Linked DNA regions of Sus scrofa: region 1 is linked to region 2. Evidence: chromatin contacts called from public HiChIP or PLAC-seq data. All regions are on one chromosome and are shown on one strand. The core of a region is the stretch at or near the end of the contact, and the rest is flanking DNA. Distances in the headings are between cores, read along the strand shown.

What was found. HiChIP or PLAC-seq counts read pairs in DNA pulled down with a chosen protein or histone mark.
Region 1: a contact with region 2 is called in an H3K27ac HiChIP or PLAC-seq map of alveolar macrophages. The contact joins the promoter of PAIP1 here to the promoter of HMGCS1 in region 2. A contact is called at or near these places in 1 of 47 Hi-C or Micro-C datasets (mesenchymal stem cells) and 1 of 2 datasets of contacts at active chromatin or transcription factors (alveolar macrophages).

Annotation. Positions count from the first base shown.
Region 1 is chr16:28,130,272-28,136,468 of Sscrofa11.1, forward strand. PAIP1 (polyadenylate-binding protein-interacting protein 1) reads right to left here and starts at 4,025. Exons shown (of 11, transcript XM_005657616.3): 1 at 3,795-4,025; 2 at 2,301-2,470. The coding sequence starts at 2,399.
Region 2 is chr16:27,954,089-27,960,226 of Sscrofa11.1, forward strand. HMGCS1 (3-hydroxy-3-methylglutaryl-CoA synthase 1) reads right to left here and starts at 3,108. Exons shown (of 11, transcript NM_001252215.1): 1 at 3,051-3,108. LOC106508153 (a long non-coding RNA gene) reads left to right here and starts at 3,341. Exons shown (of 3, transcript XR_001304747.2): 1 at 3,341-3,463.

The sequences.
Region 1 (6,197 bases), core at 2,775-5,274, 180 kb after region 2:
CATGAGCTTCCAGTCTAAAATCCATTCTGGAGAACTGAGCAGAGCAGGATCTGATTACCAGAGGATATCAATGAGTGCCTGAAAGATGGCAGTGGTTCAAAGGAAGGGGACTAATATGTAATATGGCTCAACACACTGCTCTCTAGCCCAGGAGTCACCTGAACTATGTGTAGAACCAGTTGGTACAAAACTGAAAAAAATCACATCCCTCCTACCACAAAATACCCCAAATCAATAGGAAGAGAAACAAACAAGGAACCATTTGTAGATATCAAGGTAAGTGTCCTTAAAAGTTTATTCTATTACTCACAGCTCTCCGATGGTTCCTTTCCTAAGCCAAATACAATTTTTTTGGCAAGAATCCAAGCTGCTCTCATTTCTATTTTACATGGCCCATTTCCCCCCAAATCAACCGCTCTTCCTAGTATGCCTATATTTTTCCATCTCCAGGCCCAAAGCTTTTGCCCTAATGCAGTCTAGGATGCATGAAGTATCCAAATTATGGAAGATTTTCCATACTTTCTATCAAACATGGAAGGAAAGTCCCCTCACCCACCCAAAAAGTAACACAAAAGGTGTGCCATCATTGGTTGATCAGGTACAAATTCAAATTAAAATAACTAGATACCACACACCCACCAGAATGGCTAAACTTAAATAGCAAATACCTAGTGCTGACAAGGAAGTAGAGCAACTGGAAACCAAATAGTACTCAACACATACATTGGAATAGTCTCTATGGAAAAATACTTGGCAATCTCTATTAAAGTTAGCTATCCTATGTCCCAACAGCTCCACTCCTAGGTATATACCAAATAGAAACAAAGGCAAAAGTCTACTAAGACATGAACAAGAACAGCAGCCCTAATCACAATAGCCCAAAAGTGGAAGCTACTGAATGTTCACCAACAAATATTCACATAATGGAACACTATGAGAATAGATACCTCCAATTACATGCTATAATATGAATTTCGGGGAGTTCCCGTGGTGGCGCAGTGGTTAACGAATCCAACTAGGAACCATGAGGTTGCGGGTTCGATCCCTGCCCTTGCTCAGTGGGTTAAAGATCTGGCGTTGATGTGAGTGAGCTGTGGTGTAGGTCACAGACGCGGCTTGGATCCCGCATTGCTGTGGCTCTGGCGTAGGCTGGTGGCTACGGCTCCGATTAGACCCCTAGCCTGGGAACCTCCATATGCCATGGGAGTGGCCCAAGAAATGGCAAAAAGACAAAAAAAAAAAAAAAAAAAAAAAAAAGAATTTCAATGTTGAATGAAAATGAGGAAAAGAATATTCTTATATGACTCCATATATATAAACTTTAAACTAAAAAAACTATTGTCAAAATAATGGTTACTCTTAGACAGCTGTAATGATAGGAGACAGAGTAGGCTTTGGGGATGGTGGTAACTAATAGTCCCTTTCTCGATTTGGATGCTGGTTGTCTGAGTATTCACTTTGTAAAACTTTAGCTAAACTCTATGCATACTATTCTATATATGTCAAAAAAACTAAGAAGACAGTTAAGATAGGGCTTATGCTAAGGTACTATCATTTCTTCAACCAGAATGGTCTCTGCCCCACTTATCTACAAATAATTGCTATACTTTTACCTGGAAAAACAAATTTTTTTCTATATATCAACTGTGCTTGGTGTTTTCTCCTATTTAAGAAAAGTGTGACCAATTTCTAAAATCCTTATGTTATTGACAAAGATGAATCTGAAAGTTTCAAGTTCTTTACACAATTTGTAAACACTATCAAAACTCCCTATGACATTTCTACATAATAGTTAATTAGAACCAGAAACACTTCTATTTTAACACAACAGAGCCCAGAGGTGTACTTCACATTAAAAACCTACCTCAATTAGTCTGCAGCAAAACCACTGTTTAATTTACCTAAAGCTACCAATAAATATTCAACAGTCCTGCTAAAATCGAATTAAAAATTAACTTTGCCAGGCCACTATTCTATAGACTGTCCATAAGTTTGAACACAGATTTTAGTTTTATAGCTTAAAGGTGTCCTTGACCACCTTAAGTTTACTGGCCTTGGAGCTATTCTATAGATGCTGTAATACAACAGTGAACAAACGAGACAAACAAGACTGTCTACTCTCAAGCTTACATTCTGATAACTACACAATATATTCCTGAATCAATTTTGTTTCCTCACGATTTCAACGAATTCGTAATGCGTATGTGCAGCACAGAAAGCACCAGCATACTCTGATAATGATGTAATAACATTATTCCGGTAATATTAACCTAAAGTTGCGGTGAAAAGGATGTACTTACTGTATAATTAGAAGAATAACTTGATGGGTAAAATTCAGGGGCATTCACAGACAGCTTTGACATTAATACAGGAGCTACCACCACCTGGGGTTTAGCCATTGCTGACTCCAAATTCTGCTGTGGGATGTTATCCTGTGAATTAGGTGGAGCTCTCAGGGGCCTCGTTTGTTCTGAGAAAGGGGAAAAAAGGGGGTGTTAAGATGCATTCATTCCTTTGCATAACAACTTACTATATAATGAAAAGCCATCTGAGTAGGGCTGGTTTTTAAGTTATACAAGAACGATCAGGAAATGTAAGGTTATCGCCAGAATATGTACAGAGCCTGCAAAAAGGAACAATAGACTTGCTTTAGTTCGTTTATGAACATACCTGCTTCCTAAATGAACGCTTCAGGCTTATTTTTTCCTTTTTTCTTTTCGAAGGAGTCGGTTAAAAAGAGGTGGCTGCCCGCCTCAGGCCTCCCTCTCGGGGGGCTGGGGAGGGGGAGGCAATTTTTACTTCCTCCCGGGACAGCAGAACTCGGGGACAGCGCACCGGGCCCCTCCCCCAGCCCGGGCGCACAAAGAATTCGATCCGCCACCCTCCAAACCCCGTTCCGGGCCCGTCCCCACCCCGCAACAACCGGGCCCTTTGGGGAATGCTTTCGGGGAACCCGAGGGAGGAAGACGGCGCGCCGACTTCGGGCGCGCGCGGAGGGCCTGGGGAAGCGTTGGCCCTGGAGGACAGGGTCCCCTAGAGCGGCTCCGTACCTGGGAGCGCCCCGGGCCGGGGAGGCCGCTGGGGGCCGGCGGGGACCTCGCACTGGGCCCCTGGCGGCGGGGCCGTCCTGGGCTGGCGCAGCGGCGGTGGCTGCAAGAAGCCCGGGGCTTTGGGCTGCGGCGGCGGCTGGTGCCGCGGCCGCTCAGCAGGCCCCGCTCCGTTCGGGAAACCGCCGCCCTCAGGCCCGCCCCCTCCGCGGCCCAGGCCCCGGCTCCGGCCCCGACCAGCACCTGGGGCCCGATCGAAACCGTCCGACATGCTCCTCCTCCTCCTCCTCCGGGGGCCGCTGCCGCTGCGCTCTGGAGAGGACGCGGGGGGAGGCGCCGCGGGCCGGCTCTCGCCGCCGCGCTCACTCGGGCCTCATGGAGGAGGAGGACTCTGGGCCCTGCTCGGCTCCCCGCGCTTCGGGCGGGGCGGACGGCAGCTGGAGCACCCACGGAACCCGCCGCTCCGGAGCGCCCGCCCCCCTCGGCTACCCTCAGCTTTTTCCGATTCTCCCCCAAAACCCGGCTCCCCCGCCTTCGGTGCGGCGGGGGCGAAGGCAGGTCACAGCGGCCCCCCGCGGCCCGGAGGCCCCGGGCACGCCCGCCGCAGCTCCTCCCGTTCCCGGCGGGCGGGCTGCCGCGGCCCAGCAGGCCGCCGGACAAGCGGCACCTAGGCCTTTAGATAGCCCTGCCCGCCGCGGGGGCATCCCGGCAAACGGAACCGGGCTGGGGGCAGAGAGGGGCGCTTACCCCTGAAAGGGTCTGCTTACTCGGTGGTTCTCAGGAGAGAAGTGCGAGACTGACGGTTGATGCCGGGAAAATAAAAATACGGGGGGAGGGGGCGTGAGCCGGCGCCAGGGTTCGCGGACGCGCACCTCCGTGGGCGCGCAGGTGTGTTCAATGACCCGGCGCCGGCGAGACCCGAGGGTTGGTCGGGAAGGGGGCTCTGGAAGCTCTTTGCCACCCGCAACGTTAGCCGCGGGGGGGGGGGGGGAAATAGGAACGGAATCTAAACATGCCCCCCCGCCCACGTCCTTCTCAAGTCCCAGTATTTATCATGGTAGGTCACGCTGGGGCCAAGCTTGACTCTCTTCCCTTTTTTCATCCTCTCCAGAAATTTTAAGAAAACACGCTACCTTTCAATAAAACTCCCCTCTTTTTCATCTTCTACCACTGCTGTCCAATCAAAATATAGTGCGGGCCACAAATGCAAGCCACTTACGTAATTATACATTTTCTAGAAGGCACATTACCCGAAGGAAAATAAAAACAGGTGAAATTAATTTTGATAATATATTTTACTTAGTCCAATAGATCCCAAATGGTATCATTCAAAACATGTAATTAAAGATATTAATGAGGAGTTCCTGTTGTGGCTCAGTGGTAATGAAGCCGACTAGGATCCAAGAGGATGCTGGCTGGATCCCTAGCCTTGCTCAGCGGGTTAAGGATCCAGCCTTGCTGTGAGTTGTGGTGTAGGCTGCAGACTCCGCTTGAATCCCAGTTGCTGTGACTAAGTGGGCAGCTGCAGCTTTGATTGGACCCCTAGCCTGGTAACATCCATATGCTGCTGATGCAGTCCTAAAAAGAAGGAAAAAGAAAGATATTAATAGATATTTTCTCTCTTTTCATATTAATCAAAATCAGTATACTTTGCATTTCCAGCATATCTTTCTCGGGATTAGGCACATTTCAAGTGTAGTGGCTACTGCACTGCACAGCAAAGTTCTAGACATTATGTATAAGTTAGTGTGTGTGTGTGTGTGTGTGTGTTTAAGTCAAGTCTGACAGTGCTAAAGCCAAATGAGGGATGATATAAGTAATGAAAAGGAGAAAAAATATTTCTTAACTGTTAGACTGAAACATCTTCACAAATTCTGTGTTTTAAGCAAGGCTTACTGCTTTTCAATCTTGTTAAGCTTGAGAATAATTTCAGTTAAGAATAAAACTTCTTGTTAACCATTTTCTTGCTAATAAAGAAAACATTAACGTCTTCACTTAAATGAAAGAGGAAAATGGCTTTAATGAAGGCAGTCATGAATAAATGATTCATGCTGTTGATTGGTGGCAAAAACAATGAAGCCAGGGAAGGAAGCTAGCAAGAAGTGTGGTGCCTTGGTGTTGAGAAAGCATGTAGGATTCAAAATAGGTCGAAGTTCTGGTCTGGATCCTGGTGGTGCCCCTTAATGCCTATGTGATCCTGGGTAAGTAAAGGAGTTAGTTCCACTGAGCCTCTTTCCTCACTTATGTAATAAGTATAATGAGTATACTTATAATAAGTAGCAGTGGCATATATTACAAAGACAAGGTTACACTTTAAAAATTAGATGAGGTAATGCTTATACCAAAAATCCTTTCTTTTATGTAGTCATCAGTCACCTCTTGCCTGGACTTTTTATTGTGTACAGATGACCCATAAACTGTGTGCTCATTAACAGAGTTATTCTGTATGTTCCACTGAAGTAGATGCTCCAATCCTATCCCAGGCTTTTTTTTTTTTTTTTTTTTTGGTCTTTTTTTTGCCATTTCTCGGGCCGCTCCTACGGCATATGGGAGGTTCCCAGGCTAGGGGTCGAAATGGAGCTGTAGCCGCCAGCCTACGCCAGAGCCACAGCAACGCGGGATCCGAGCCTTGTCTGCAACCTACACCACAGCTCACGGCAACGCCGGATCATTAACCCACTGAGCAAGGGCAGGGATTGAACCCGCAACCTCATGGTTCCTAGTCGAATTCGTTAACCACTGCGCCACGACGGGAACTCCCCTGTTTGCATTCTTTACCCTCTTTTTCCCCTTAGAACTTTTTGATGGATAGCTTCCTTTCTACACCTAAATCTTTGTTATCTCACTCTTATCAGCATCCATGGTGGCATCCAGGTTTCTTTACAGCCCCTCTTGTTAGACAAGTTAGGTAAGTGAGATATTGTCCTTTGACTTCCCCCTATTTACTGTCATGTAACTCCAGCCCATTACCATATATGAGAAGCAGACTTGGGGACAACATGAATGGATTTTTTATACCACTGTAGCTCTGATTCTCAGGACTTCAGACTTAGGCTCTAGCTTTCCTGGGTTTCCAGATTGCAGATAGTAAATCATGGGACTTCTCAGCCTCCATAATCATATAAGCCAATTCCTTATAATAAATTATAT
Region 2 (6,138 bases), core at 1,858-4,357:
GGGTTTGATCCGGGCCTTGCTCAGTGGGTTAAAGATCCAGCGTTAACCTGAGCTGTGGTGTGTGCATCGCAGAGGCGGCTGGGAACCCGCGTTGCTGTGGTTGGGGCCATGGGCAGGCAGCTGCAGCTCAGATTCAACCCCTAGCGTGAGAACTTCCATATGCCATGGGTGGGGCCCTAAAAAAAAAAAAAAAAAAAAAGAGCTGCAGCACCAAATCGTATCCAAAAGTTTAAGAAAACTGGCTTTCTACTGCTGCTTTTCACAGCAAATGTCTAAGTTTCAACTGTTCCCTGAAAAATATAAGTTCAAATGGAACCTGAAGAGAACATCTGTGTAAAATCATTCCCACACACACACACATCCCCAACCACAGACTCTGCAAAGATGAAGGCTGTCAGCTTTGAAAGCTTAGCTTCTCTTCTACTGCTCTTACTATACCCAGTTAACAGACAGTAAGTGGGTATCACCACAAGCCAAGCATTTGGTTGAATGGATTATTTAGGAATTGAGCCCATCTATAAAGTTTTCACGACTCCACAATTTAAAAAAAAATTGAGTCCTATACCCACCCACTAGATTGGGCAACATGTTTTTAATCTATACCACCTTCTTTTTTTTTTTTTTTTTTTTTTTCTTTTTTGTCTTTTTGCTTTTTCTAGGGTGGCTCCTACTGCATATGGAGGTTCCCAGGCTAGGGGTCGAATCAGAGCTGTAGCCGCTGGCCTATGCCAGAGCCACAGCAACTCGGGATCCAAGCTGCATCTGCAACCTACACCACAGCTCACAGCAACTCCAGATCATTAACCCACTGAGCAAGGGCAGGGATCAAACCCGCAACCTCATGGTTCCTAGTCGGATTCGTTAACTACTGTGCCATGACGGGAACTCCCTATACGACCTTCTTGAGAAACAAAAATACCATACCCGTCTGTGATATTTGGTTTGATAACCCAACATAAAATTATAAGATGCTATATTTGTTTCCAAATGAATCTAAATAGCAATTATGATATATAACCCACTGAGTGTCCCATCCACAACCCCAACGAATCTCCTGGCATTCAGTCCACTGGATTCCTGTTTTAACTAATGCTAAGGTACCCAGGAAACACACATCACATCAATATCAGGGTTCTGCATTTCCTGTGAGAAAAGTTATCTAAAATCTCAAGGAGGTCCTGTCATGTCTCAGCAGTTAATGAACCCCTAGTACCCATGAGGATGGGGGTTTGATAACTGGCCTCTCTCAGTGGGTTAAGGATCCTGCGTTGCTGTGGCTGTGGCGTAGGCCAGTGGCTATAGCTCCGATTAGACCCCTAGCCTGGAAACCTCCTTATACCGAGAGTGTGCCCCCCGCCAAAAAAAAAATCTCAAAATCAATCACACAGTTAAGAGAAACAAGATGTAAAAGCATCTTAGAGGAATATTTAAGAAAAATAAAAATATAAAAATAAAAAATGAGGCCCAGAATTAGCCCAATAGATGACGTGGCCTTCTATGGTCCCAAACACAATATCCATTTAACTCTCCCCACTGGAAATACTTTTTGAGAACTGGCATTACTAACTAAACCAAACTAAACTGAAACCGATTAAAGGGCAGATTTACAAACTTAGACCAACAAAGTTTAGACACAGAAAAGAAAGTCTTTCTCCTTTCCCATAAGATACACCATTATCCTGCTCTCCTTATCCACACAAAAATAACTGAACTTTTAAAAATAAAGAACACAAACTGCCTAGACGTCTCAAGCTACAAAGAACCATTTGGCACCGATACAGGCTAAGGACTTTCAATTTGCCTTCTAATAGAAATCTATGCAATAAAAGTCCAAACTCCACCTCAGAAGGAAAAATCTGCTAACTATACAAGCACTTCCATTTGTCTTAATTTTGTCATTTATTTTTCCATTGTTTTTCATGATTCATCCCTGGAATAGAGCGAATGCTACTTAGCAGCAGGCAGAACACATCATCCTGCAGCCCGTTGGCAAGAGCACGGGGAGTGGGGAGTGGGGAGCGGAGAGCTTCAGTTGAGGTGAGCAAAGAAGCCTGTGATGCGCTAAAACCAAGGTCCTAGGGCAAACACGACCAGCTGGGACAGCCCCACTTTACCTGTTGTCCACATCTTTCCTCCAGGCTGGGTCAGAGTAATCCTTTCTCTACCACCAGTCAGGGCAGGACACACATTTTTCAAAGACTCCATATACTGAGCTTTGAAATGTCCTTGGTTTAAGTCAAAACCTATTGTGCGTGAACACTCTGTAGGTGCCTCCCCCTTACTTCTTATCAAGTCAGGCTAGTCCTGAAGTCATTAGCAGGAGGGAGACAAGAAACATCAAGGAAACCTATTTGTTTTTAATGGGCATTAAAAATACGTAGGCGAGAACGTGGCAGACGGCAATCTGCTATATTTGAAGCAGGCACAGGCCGAAGCAGTCAAAAGCCCAAAGTGCTCAGCCAGGTAAAATCACTGTTGTGATGCCCTGTCGCACCTGAGCTAGAGAAGGAGTAATGCTACCCAGCTCACTTCCTCCCGGTAAATATGCCAGGAGGACACACCCCCTGCCAACCTACAAGCCTCCAAGTGTGATCTTCCCCATGCTTCTGTGTCCACCCTAAGCCAAGTCTCCAGGACCACCCCCCCCACCACTGCCTCGCCGCAACCCATCTCCTTTCTCGTCCCCCTCATGTGCCCCCCTCCCATCCTCTCAAGGCGGTCACAGCCACTTCTCTGGCACCTCCAGCTCCTGAATGACTGTCATCAGAACCCTAGCCCTCAACGCCCTCTACCCTCTGCGACTCGCCTGCCCACATCAGTGGGCCCCGGTCCCTCCTAGGACCTGCCGCGGTGGGCCTCCGCAACTTGGCACGGCTCCCCATCCTCCGCTCACGGCTCCCCATCCTCCCGGGCCGGGTCTAGCCTCAGCCCTGACCCGGACGGAGCCAGAGCTCCTTCGGGCCTAGTCAAGGACACCGACTCCGCGGAGCCCTCACCGTGCCCACGGGGCCTCAGCAGCCCAAGTCTCCTTCTCCGCGCGGGACACTCACCCAAATGTGACCCGGCGGTGGCCGTGGAAAAATAACGACCAACGGATGGGGAGTACGCGGCGCTTCCCCTCTGCCACCAGCTTTATAGTGGCCGACCCACCCGACTCCGGCACCGCCGGGAGTCTCTGGGAGGTGGGACAGTGGCTCCAGCAGCCAATCGCGGAGGGCAGAGTAGCCTGGCAGCGCCCGTCCCCCAACCCAGCTTCAACCAATCCAAAGGAAACTAGAGGCGGGATTTTCCCTCGTGGCTTCAAGGGCGGGGGAAGGGGCGGGGACAAAGCCAGAGGGCAAGGAAGTGGGGTGAGAGAGTGACGTGTGGTGGCCCGAGAGCCGGCCTACCAATGACAGAGCGGCGAGACACGGCGAGAACCAACAGGAGCGGAGTGAGAGGTTCTCCACCCAATTGGAGCCGTGTGAGTAGAGATGCGGGCCAATGAAACCTTCGCGTCCCACCACTGGGGCGAGATGGTCAAGTGAGGGAGGCAAGTCTTCCTTGTCGACGAGTCTGTCAGGTTGCCTAGCAACCAGAGCTAGGATTCGCCTATAAGATTTCTGAAATACTTGATTTTAGTTCAATCTTAACGTTTTCTAGTTTCCCAGAGCAGCCAAGTGCTCCAGCATTACAAGTTGGAGCAGAATATGTCACTAAAATTTGTAAATTGGCAAATATTTACATAACAGGTTCTAAATACCAGATTTGCAGATACTCAGTAGTGTCACGTCTATACAAAACTCCCTTAACTGTATTATTGGGACAGTTCTTCCTAATTAAAACTAAAATGTGATGGTTTGGGGTTAGACACCAGTGAAGAGGGTAAGGGGCCTTGCCTAAGCAGGGAGTAGGTCCTTATTCTGGGATTTTTGCTAGCCCATACACTCTGAGGGAATGGGCTCCATCTGGCCCATTTCTCACTATCTTCTGAGTTTATGTGGTACTTGACTAATAAAAGGTTGTTGAAAGAAGGAAAAGGGCCCCAAATTCTCAGTAAGTCCACAGGGTATTGACTACCTAGTTTCCTCAGAAAATATAGAGGAGCATGTCAAGCTGGAGGAAATCACTCAAGCACTGGGAGAATCCAAAGGAGGACAATTATGGCCTTAAATTAGACTCTGCCTCATCTCAGATAGAGAAATGGTAGTACTTAGTCTTGATGGGAGACCATGAGAGGTTCAGAGTTGTTTCTGTCTCTCTCTCCTCCTCAGTTTCATTATGACCCAGAAAAGCAGTTGATAAGAGGACTTTGATGATTCTATGCAGCACACAACTTCTATTATGTGAAATTCATTATCCGCTATAGATACTAACCTAGTAAGAGACATTCTTAGGAAAGTGGCAAAATATATTGGTAATGGAGCCACTATGAAGTAGTGGCATAAATTATTTGGGAGAGAGGACCACTTGATAATGGTAATACTCCACAGCGTTGCCCATGACATTCTATTCCAGAATCAATATCATTAATACCTTCGTAAAGTAGGTGATAAAAAGAGAGAAACACTGCTTGACTGTGACCAACACCAGTTCTGAGGGCAGATTTAAACATTCTTAGCATGTTAAAATGCATTGAAAGGTATTAAGGACAACCACTAGAAAGAAGATAAGGCTTTGTCCTTAGAAAGGGATAACAGTTCCAACCCCAGGAGTACAAAATACGAAATGATTAGCCAGATAGTCTTATTATCATCTTGCACAACAGGAAATTCCCACAGGTTCAGATTGTCTTTTTGATCAAATTAATCTCCAGTGAAACAAGGTGAGCATGGTTTTTGGTTATTGGGAAGTCAAGCAACAGACAACAAAATGGATTAGTAATTAAATATAGAACATCTCAAGTGAACTTTTAAAAATAAGCCTTTTCTATTCTGTGGAATATAGAATTATACCAGATTATGGATTATACCAGTCTACACAAATATTAGCTAGGGTCCATGCAACTGAGGACAAAATATACCTATATTTATTTTGGCAGGGGCTGCAAGTTTTTTGGAGCTACACTTTAACATAAGCATGTCATACTTGAATGTGCACTTTTAAGATATGTTAATATGTATGTTTCATTATATTGTTTCTAGATTTAATGCCACGTAGTACTAGTAAAGCACTGTGGCTGCCATACATCAAAGAGAAAGTATAATTTATTATTCTGCCCTACTCTGAAAGGAACAAAAGTTTCTCAAGATGTAATGATAACATTTAGCGTTATAAATTCACCCATTGAACGCACATTTACTTTTTACTCTGTGACAGATTGTGCTAACCTGTGCTATCCGATAAGGCAACTACTAGCTACATATTATTCCTGAACACTTAAAGGGTGGCTATTCCAAAGTGAGCTATACTGTAAGTGGAAACTACACACCAAATTTTAAAGACTTAATTACCAAAAAAGGGAACTATCTCTAATAATTTTTACATTAATTACTCCTTGTAACAGTATTTTAGTTACATTGGGTTAAGTAAAATACAATATTAAAATTAACTTTATCTGTTTTTTAAGTTTTTAGTGTGGCTGCTAAAAAATGTAAACCCACATATGCAGCTCCCATTTGTGGCTCCCATTCAAGCTAGACAGTAGGAAGACGCAACTGAAAGACAGATGCAGTTTATAGTCTAAAGATGGAGGAGAGAATAATAAACACAGCAAAGAGTTGACTTTCCAGCCTCTATCTTACTTGATAAATGGTAGGAAAAGATGGGACAAGAGGAATCTTCAAATGTGTCAGTTAAAGCTATCTCTCTTCAGGTTTAAACAGCTTTATTTTGCCTAACTATTCTGTCAGTTCAAAGTTTAGTTCCCTATCAGGGCTTTTTTTTTTTTTTTTTAATTGGCTGTGCCTATGGCATGTGGAAGTTCCTGGGCTAGGGATTGAACCTGTGCCACAGCAAGTTGCTGCAGTAACAATGCTGGATCCTTAATTCGCTGCACCACAAGAGAACTCCTGGACTATTTCTCCTGAGGCCCTTTTATTTGGCAAAAGTTGAATGGGTTATTGTTATATCAGAAGAGGGAGCTCAGCCCTAGTTGTGGTTCTTGTACTGGCTTCCCTTTGCTGACTGGGACTTGGCCTTGGCTTTGAGGCTGTCTCG